Linked DNA regions of Sus scrofa: region 2 is linked to region 1. The links are chromatin contacts, called in public Hi-C maps. All regions are on one chromosome and are shown on one strand. Each heading gives the region's core, a stretch centred on a gene start, on an enhancer-like site or on the middle of the called end of the contact. The rest is flanking DNA. Distances are from core to core; before and after follow the strand shown. Region 1 has its middle 330 kb from the start of PAK1. Region 2 overlaps LOC106504821 (a long non-coding RNA gene).

Region 1 (4,895 bases), core at 1,268-3,767:
CAGGTCACTATCTACACACCTATGTTACAACATTTATAGCAAATCTGGTATCTGAAGAAAAGACACATATAGTATGTTTGTTTCAGTTATGTATTTTACAGAAAGATTAAATATCCAAGTCACGCAAATGCAAAAACTGTATTAAAGTTTGAATGTAAAACTCAAAGATCCACCTGGAATGACTCAAGAATGGAAGTTCTGTATCCACCTGTGTTAAAACTGGTAAATGTAATGAAATTTGTTACCAATAAAACACATTTGTTGACTCAATGTAAGTTGTCTAATTTTAACAATATGGCACCCTAAAAAAACACCATATATTCAATACCTTGTGAAAAGCCATCATGAAAAAGAGCATTAAAATAATGTGTATATATATGTATATACGTATACGTATATATAACTGAATCACTGTGCTGTACAGCAGAAATTAATACAACATTGTAAGTCAATTATACTTCAAAAAATAAAATTTTACCAAAAAAAAGACCAAATGTGTAATTTTATGATGAGGCACTTTTGTTAGTGATGAGCCCAAAAGAACAGATCTGCTGCATACTAATGCCAGCTATTTTCCCTGGTAATCTTGGGTGTACTCTATGCAGTGAGTTGCAACAAATACTTTGCTCATTTGTATACAACTATCCAATATAAATATATACAGATATAATATTTGTTCCTCTGGCTGTCCTAATGCACTGTAAAGCTATTTCACAGTGCAAAATGATGAAACCAGCCCAAATGCAGGCTGCATAATAACAATGCTGGTACAAGAAAATATTTATAGGGTTACTAGGATATGTAAACAGTAGCTTGTATTTGCTAGAGCCTAAGTACCCCCATTTTAAAGACAGGGATGGGACTATGCTCTAGTCCTGGGGTTTTGGACAGTTTATGAGGTTGGGCAGTCGCTGGAGAACCAGCACGGTGGCTCGTGTTCTGGAAGCTTCCTCCATTTATTTGGTCAGGTGACTAAGGCGGTGTGGAAAGAAGGGGCCTGTCAGTTGAAGCCAAGATGCTGGGAGGACCATGTGCGTGGGGCTGAAAGGACAGGGGTGGGTGGGCCAATGCTCTGTGGCTGCGGGTCCCCAGGGTCGGATGCACTGGTGCGCGAGCGCTCCCTGGCGAGCCAGTCCGAGATGGACAGGTGGGGCTTCAACCGACTCACAGCTGAAAGTTCGCCTTCTCTCTCCCCTCTCTGTTCCTGCGCTGTCCAAAAATTCAAAACACAGATTTCGGCAGCATTTCTGTGCCCTCCTAGCGTGTCTCCGTCTGATGTTTTTCCTTTTGGCAGGATCCGTCTTGGGTTTTTGATTGCCTCCCCCAAACATGTCATCTGCTGGTGCTTTGGGCCTCAGTTTTAACCGATCAGCTATTTTCCTTTTCCAGGTGGGTTCCTGTTTCTCGCGTTCTCTTCTGGTTTGGGGCTGTCAGCAAACTCCCCGTTGATTTTCCTTCTTTCCTAACATCAAACACTTCGGCGATGGAAGGGGTTTCCTTCTCATTCTTGGCATCTCCCAGACTCCCGCTGACTTGAATCAAGCCGATTTCTTCCTGGACAGGGTATCACATTAGTTCATGGGAACTGCAGAGCTGCCTCCGGCTCCCTAAACTCGGTGTTAAACTTCCCCCGGTACAACTGACTTCACTGCCTTCGGAGTTTCTCCAGCTTGTCTTGGCGGCTTCTTGCAGCTTTCCTCGCAAACGCCTCTCCCGGGTCAGAGCCGCGGGGAAAACGGGGAAATCGCTCTCGCTGTCCGTCTCCACAGGCCGCCCCTCGCTGACCAGCTCACTCCTCTGGTAGTCGGCTTCGTCCCCCCTACGCTCGGCACCGACTGCACCTCGGGGCTCAGCCAGCTGGAGTCCAGGCTGGACCAGCAGGGCACGGGCGACGTCGTGGCATCATCGGAGGTGATGATGGTGACGGTGGCCAAGGACTCGCTGGGTTTCGCGTCGGGGCTGGTGGATTTCTTCGTGGAAGCCTGGGCACAAGTGCTAAGCAAAGTGCCATCATCGGACTCTGTCTCTTCAAAGAGGGAGGGCTTTGATGCCACGAAGGGCTTGGGGCTCTCCCTCAGGACCGCGAGGCTACGGCTGGGAGTGGGTGACTTTGAGCAGGACGGGGCGAGGGCTCCCCGGCCGGCGCGCTCTCTCCCCGCCCAGCGGTCTGATCCTCTTTAGCGGCGCTGGTGTCCTTCCTGGTGTTAGTCTCTTCGGAAGTGACGATCCTTTGCTTTCTGCCCACTGTCTCGCTCTCTTTTTTGGACTCTTCTTTAATGTCGTTGGGACACTGCTCTGCGTTTTCTTTAAGAAATACATTGCCCGGTTCATCCTCTGAGCTGCTGGGTCGGGCTTTCTCTTTTGGCTTTTTCCTCTTGCGCCTGGCGGCTCTGAAGATAGAGCATACAAGCAGGTCCCTGCTATACTAATCTTTTCTAGATCCCCAAGAACCCTTAGGTTTTGTGGAGTCACTAGTAGCTGAATCTGATCCATCTCCAGGGGGCACTCCTGTCCTTCCAATGTTGGTGAGTAAATGATCGACGTTGGGCAGTGGCTGGGAGTCTACTGTGCTTTCCTCCTGCGCTGTTGCAAGAGGTTCTTCAGCACCTTCTTCCGTGAAAAACCAGTCATGGTGCTGGATAAGTGTCTCCATGATCTTGTACTCTTCCGGCATGTGAGTGGCCATGTGGGTCATGTTATTCTCAGATGTTCTCATGAGAGTCGGGCCAAATACCATGGCGAGGTTTCTTGGTTCCATCTTATTTTTTTCTGAATTTTCTATCACTGTCTTCAGATGAGCCGAAGGAAACTTGAGTGTCTTGTAACGATGTTCAGGCAAATTGTGAATTGGTCTTTTCGGTGTTTTCAGACCACCTAGAGGATCTTTACAACTGGCTTCAATGAAGATGGCATATTTATCCTTTGTGAAGAGAGGTTCAGGGAGTTTTCTGAAGAAGGATTTCAGTAAACTGATTGCATTCAAATCTTGCCATTTGCCATCTTGGATATCGATATCAGCCATTCCCTTGTTGAGTTCCTCTGGCATACTGGAGATGCCTCCATTATTTCCGGGAACTCTGTAAATACCTGTATACTCAAGACCTCTTTCTTCAACTAATTTGCCACATATATCAACTATTCATGGAATATACCTATTAGTATGAGCTGGTAGGCAGTCATCCAGTCTGACTCCGAATGTTCCCATAGCAGTAGGCTTTTTTTTCAAATGTCTTCCTCATAATACTTGGAATGCCTTTTCTCCATGTGCCTTTGTCTTTGGGAGGACTGGTGTTGTCTTTAGTGAGAAGCTTCCTTTCTGAATCTTCCTTGGGAGGGTTGCACTTTGAGTCCAAGGCTCTGCTTTGGCACCAAGCAGAGTCTGTCGGATGCTGAGACTCTGGCGAGGGGTCTTTGGCAACGGCTCTGCTTTGCTGCTCATCAGACTGTTGTATTCTTTTATTCTTCGACTGATCAGATCCCTGTTCATAACTCCGGTGTCCTCCTCGTTTAAGGTGCTGCTCTTCTGGATGGTCTTGATCCAGGCTAACATGTCGTTCCGGTCTTCAGCCTGAAACAGGCATTCACAGTCGGACATGGTGAGTTGGAACATGTTTTCCCTCTTGGTCTTGCTGTAAGAGACGTCTATCAAGCAAGCATCAACAATGATGGGCTGTCCCTCTTTGGAGGGAGCCGTATGCTCCCATTTATCTTTGTACAGGTACAGAGAATGGCCCCGCAGTACAACATACATCTGCTTCCATGGCCAAATACCCCACCAACTCACTTGCCCTTATTGGAAATGTGAGGACTGACACAGTACCTTCTGAGAAGGTTGTAGATTTGCCCTTACTGGTGACAAGTCGTCTGAAATGAAGCCACCCTTACTTGGCAGCATCACTGAAAACCTCTAAGGAAGACTCTTTCCTGGATCCAGAGTCTTCTGATGACTTTTGGCTGTGCATGATCTTGATCCCCTTCAGGTTGGATCTAAAGATAGTTTTGCATCTTCTCTGTAATCATCCAGGCCGTTGTTGTATGATTTTGATCATTCTGTCTTTGAGCTGGGCTGGGCATCCAGGCTGGGAGGTCCAACAGATTCCCGGTCATGGGAGAGCTGGTGTCGAATTAAAGGAGCTGAAGTTGTGAGACTGGAAGGGACTGTTGCTATGGAGAGTACCTGAGAGGTAGAGGCAGAGATGACAGCAGAAGCAGGGATGTGTGAAGTATCATAATCAATGCTGGGACTAGTTGGTTCATCTATAAATGGGATGGAAGCCAAGGAGTCACAGGGGGACTGGTACTTGAAGCCTTCCTTTCCTCCACCTTTTCATATGGACTTCTCTGATAACAGGCTTGTTATGAATATACTTTTGTACATTTTATAGTTTTTCCAGTCTATGTGCTGATGGGAGTTTAGAGAATAGTAATTAACAGAGACGGGAGGAGCTGGAGATCTACTGCTGAACAGCCCTTCTGAGTGTCCACTGTAATTGCCAGATTTAAGTAAAATTCCAGAAGGTTCCAATGACCTGGAGCCTGTCTGATGGATCAGATGGGCAGTGGCAACGGATGCCGGTGGTGATGTGGTTCTTGGCACCACCTTTAAAGGGGTCTGCTCATTCCTGCCATACCACACTTCTTCAGTTCTGTGGGAGGGAACTGTGTGGTTGTTTCTGTTGGGTAACAAATCTACAACCTTCTCAGAAGATACAATGACAGTCCTTACACTTTCATTGCAGACACACACTGCTGTGTTTGACTTGGCCACATCTGGTGGTGATGGAGGCACTTGTATTTCCATTCTGTATAAAGTCTGCATTTTAAAGTCAACTTTGTATTATGCATGTTGCTACCTCTGCTTTGCTGTTGTTGTTGTTTCCGTTTGTATGCATTTT
Region 2 (4,895 bases), core at 1,633-4,132, 400 kb after region 1:
CTGTATCATATATTTCCCCCATAAAATGCATACGTAATGCTGAGTATATATCTACAAAGCTATGATGTGATGAGAAGGATGGACCACCAGCTGGGCTCATGTACCAGCTAAGTGACTTGCTTCCTCATGCCCATATCCTAGTGCACAGAATTCAAATTTAGATCTCAGCAAAATGATACATGACTGCCTTTTACTCAGAAATAGTCCAAACTTTGAATAAGTCCATAATTAGCAACATCCTACAGAAGTTCCTTTTGGCTGAAGTGTTCAACAGGAATCAGCCCAGAGAATAATCCTGCTTGTTTTAAAATAAAAGGAAACGTGCTAGCATTTATTTGAAATTTCCTAATATTTCTTCTGTTTTGATAAAGCATGTCTGTACGAACAGATCCAAAGTTTAATCTTTCTCTCGCCTATCTAAACTTCTAGCTAAATCCAAGAAAAAATTTATCTGCAGATCAAGAAGCAGAACTCACCAGGCCTAGCCTTTCAATAGGCCTTGTAGACCTCTGGGAACCATCAAAAGAGTGACCCAGGGAGTTCCCTGGGGCACAGTGGGTTAAGGACCTGACCTCGTCTTCGTGAGGATGTGGGTTTGATCCCTGGCCCACTCAGTGGGATAAGGATCCAGCATTGCCATAAGCTACAGCAGAGGTTGCAGATGCTGTGGTGTAGCTCTGATTCAGTCCCTAGCGTGGGTACTTCCATATGCCTCAGGTGCTGCCATCTTAAAAAAAGAAGAAAAAAAAAAAGAAATACTCCTTAAAAAAAAAAAAAAAGAGTGGCCCACAGTAGCTTTCCCATCCATCCTAGGTCTGGGAATACTGCCAAATACAAGCCTTAGGGATAACAAGGACCCTCTATAGCTTTGGCTGGAGACAGCTATAACTTTGATCCCATCCCACCTCTCTCTCCTGATGGCTCTGGCAGCTGTTAAGATGAAGAGAAAAGGATACTGCAGGAAGAAACACGATTAAAATTGCAAGGAATGTGCACAGACATACACACACAGACCAAAACCAAACAGTGGCCTCTGTTGTTTGACTTGCTGCCATAAGAGTGGGCACTTTTCACCAGAATAAGAAGCAGTTACCGGGAAGAAACTGAGACCACACAGCAAAGCCCAGAGAAGTACCTGACTCAGCGAAGCCTAAATAGGTTTTTAGAAGCTTCAACTGAGAGCTTCGGTCAGCAGGAGCATGGATCAGGACACTAAGGATCTGGGAAGAAACAAACAGCAATTAAACCCACGGCCATTATCCTGTGATACCAACACTGCAAATCTGCTTTTGACCCCAAACCCTCTAAAACCAAAAAGAAAATGTCCTGCTTACTAGAAAAATATGTCCCTGTCCCCTTGAAGGTATAACACATTGACAAAAAGAGTTTAAGCCACATGGAAGCAGGTGGTTTAAATAATGAATTAGAGAGACTATTTCTGGATAGTAATTCCTGAACGTCACCTCTAAAAGCATTAAATTATAACAAAAATTCATAAACTATTAGGCAGCTGTTAAATGTGATCATTAGGAAAACTACACAGAAACATGAATAAATTACCCTTAAATAAGGCTGAGTGAAAAAAAATCAAAACATAAAGCACTTGGAATTATAATAAAACCTACATTTATTAAGGATTTACAATGGACATATATATACATACGAGTATAAATTAGAATAGAAAATGTTGTATTAAGATATGAGATTTGGGGGTGATCCTTTGTATTTTCTTGAAAATTTTCCTACATATTATTATAGCAATTTATCGATCAAATATAGTAAAGAGGAGTTCCCTGGTGGCCTAGTGGTTAAGGATCCAGCATTGTCACTGCTGTGGCACAGGTTCGATCCCTGGCCCTGCTCAGACGGTTAAGGCTCTGGTGTTGCTGGGGCTGTTTTGCAGGCCAATGGCTGTGGCCTTCACCTGGGAACCTCCATATGCTGTGGGTGTGGCCCTAAAAAAGACAAAAATAAAATAAAATAAAGGGTCTTTAGCAATTAAAAACTACTTTAAAAATAAATAAAATAAAATAGAGACCTACTATAGATAACCCACTTCATGAGATGATGGTAAGACAATATACGGCAAGTAAAACAAGCACCTTACACCTTGCCTGGCAGATAATTATGTTCAGTAAATGCTGGGTTCCTCATCTCTCCATTCCCTCCTCAGAAATCCACCACAGAAAAGTGAACCTACCTGTGACTAAGTTAATCATCAGGTCATTAATAATACCATTTGCCACTTATTATCTGCCTATTAAGAGATTCAGGGCCTGGCACATGGTAGGTTCCAGGTAAAGATGTGTTTAATGGATGGATGGAGGGAGGGAGGGAGAGTGGATGGATGGAGGGAAGGGGGAAGGGGGACAGGGATGGATGGAGGGAGGGAGGGAAGGAGGGAGGGGGATGGATGGAGGGAGGGAAGGGGGAAGGGGGAGAGGGATGGATGGAGGGAGGGAGGGAGGGAGGGATGGCTTGACTTCTATCTTCAGAATCCCAGAGGAAGATACATTGGGTTTGTTCTCTACATTTCCAAAGAATAAGTTGGGACCGGGAAGCACAGAGGTATTCTTATTTTTTGAGCAGAAAAATTGAGTCTGGTTAAGCAAGGATCTGGCTGTTGGAGAGGAGCCCTTGGGAAGAACAGAAGTGAAAGGAAGGCATCTTTGAGCAAGACACGTACGCTCCAGGTCAACGGGCTCTGCTGTCAAGAGCCACCCTCTTCACCCCTGGGTCTGAGAAGACAGCGCGCTGCCGTCCTTCCTTCCCAGATGCTCTGAGGCTGGACAACACTTAGGCCATCAGGGAGGGGCTGAGGGGCAGGACGGCCCAGAGCAGCGAGGCTCCCACTGATGCCAGCAGCATCCTGGAGTAATCAATCCCGGGTGGAAGGCCCGATTCAGCCACAGTCTGGCCTCTCGCGGGCCCAGGATCAGCTGCAGGGCATGGCTGCTTTCACTTAGTTTCCTTGCCCAGAAAGCTCCGAGGAGGTGAAGTTTCACGAGGAGCTTCTAATAAAGCCGTCCGACCTCTGAAGAGGCTGCCTCATCACCCGCCGCTGGGCTGGAAGGAATGTGGCTGTGGTCGTTGCTGCGCTGGAGAGGGAATTCTAGCTTTAGGTGGATGACGAAGACGAGAAAAACCCTTTCCAGCCTCAGATTCTGATTTCCTTGGAGCCTCATGCTCGCAAAGCTAGGCTTTCTACTGACACCTAGAGGCTTCCTTGGAAACATCACTCCAAACCTGAGCCCATGGAAGGCTCTACTCCTAATCAGTTCAAATTTCAGCTCCCCTTGGGCCTACAGGGGCTCCCCTTCTCCAGATATTCCCGGGGGAGGCATCTCAGAAAAGACTGAGTATTATGATCTTGCACTATCACCATCTCGACACAGCTGCAGGACCAGGACGGACACACAGAGGAAGGTCCTTCTCCTTCTCAGCCTTGAGGAGAAGGAAACAGGACAAAATAAGTTACCACGAGAGGTGCACCCACCCAGAGAGCCAATGTGAGGGGTGAGTGTGGTGAAAATTGAGAAAATAGAAAAGAAGTGGGGGGAAGGGCTTTGTGGAGAAGGAGTGAAATTAGAGATGATTCTTTTTTTTTTTTTTTTTTTTGCCTTGAAAAGGCTGCTTCTGCAGCATATGGAGATTCCCAGGCTAGGGGTCTAATCGGAGCTGTAGCTGCTGGCCTACGCCAGAGCCACAGCAACTCGGGATCCAAGCTGCATCTGCAACCTACACCACAGCTCACGGCAACGCCGGATCCTTAACCCAATGAGCAAGGCCAGGGATCGAACCTGCAACCTCATGGTTCCTAGTCAGATTCGTTAATCACTGCACCATGGCGGGAACTCCTAGAGATGATGCTTTTTTCTTTCTCTTTTTTGGCCACACCCACGACATGCAGCAGTTTCCAGGCCAGGGATCTAACCCGAGCCACAGCAGTGACCCAGTCCGCTGCAGTCGCACCGCCAGATCTTTACCCCCGGCACCACAAGCCAACTCCTCAAGCTGACTCCTAAGGCAGAAGTAACCCTGGGAGGGAAGGCAGGGTGGGAACAGATGGCAGGGATTTCAGCTCAGGAGCCTGAGCTTTGGCGTCCACAGACCCACGTCAGATTCCAGCTTCCCCTCGCAAGCCGGGACTTCAGCTAGTCTCTTGGAGTCTCGGAACACCAGATTGCTTTCCTTACAATGGGGATACTCATGCTTTCCCTGAAATTTGACTGTATGGATTAGAGAGAACACATGTAATTGGCTTGCTCAGTTTGGGTACAAGATAAGCACTCCAACGGCAGCTTGTATTGCTGCAGACTTGACACAGGGATGGACCTGGTGTGTTCATGGAATATAACAGAAGACAGTTTGACTAGAACAGAGCGTTTGTGTGGAAGCATAAGAAGAGAGCCGGAAGGAGTTCCCGTTATGGCTCAGTGGAAACGAATCTGACTAGTATCCGTAAGGATGCAGTTTTGATCCCTGGCCTTGCTCAGTGGGTTAAAGATCCGGCATTGCTGTGAGCTGTGGTGTAGGTCACAGACACAGCTCGGATCTGGCATTGCTGCGGCTGTGGAATAGACCAGTGGCTACAGCTCCAATTGGACCCCTAGCCTGGGAACCTCCATATGCCATGGGTGCGGCCCTAAAAAGCAAAACAAAAAACAAACAAAAAAACCCATGGGCAGAGAACATGAATAGGCATTTTTCCAAAGAAAAACAGATGGCCAACAGGCACATGAAAACATCACTGTCATCAGGGGAATGCAAATCAAAATCACAGTGAAATAGCACCTCACATCTGTCAGAATGGCAACATGTGTTATCAAAAAGACGACGAGGAGTTCCCGTCGTGGCGCAGTGGTTAACGAATCCGACTAGGAACCATGAGGTCT

What was found. Hi-C and Micro-C count contacts between places; a contact is called where the count stands out from the background.
Region 2: a contact with region 1 is called in a Hi-C map of undifferentiated spermatogonia, with 2.2 times the contacts expected there. The contact joins two enhancer-like sites. A contact is called at or near these places in 12 of 47 Hi-C or Micro-C datasets (brain, embryonic fibroblasts, fetal heart ventricle and 6 more).

Annotation. Positions count from the first base shown.
Region 1 is chr9:11,639,199-11,644,093 of Sscrofa11.1, forward strand. It overlaps the pseudogene LOC100622525. Among named protein-coding and RNA genes, the nearest start is that of PAK1, 330 kb to the right of the region's middle. Within about 2 kb of position 2,518, at least 2 of the 83 cell types and tissues checked have an H3K27ac peak or open chromatin away from gene starts, as enhancers often do. A contact at or near this core is called in undifferentiated spermatogonia, where this site is marked.
Region 2 is chr9:12,036,304-12,041,198 of Sscrofa11.1, forward strand. All of the region lies in intron 1 of LOC106504821 (a long non-coding RNA gene), which reads right to left. Among named protein-coding and RNA genes, the nearest start is that of AQP11, 27 kb to the right of the region's middle. Within about 2 kb of position 2,883, at least 24 of the 83 cell types and tissues checked have an H3K27ac peak or open chromatin away from gene starts, as enhancers often do. A contact at or near this core is called in undifferentiated spermatogonia, where this site is marked.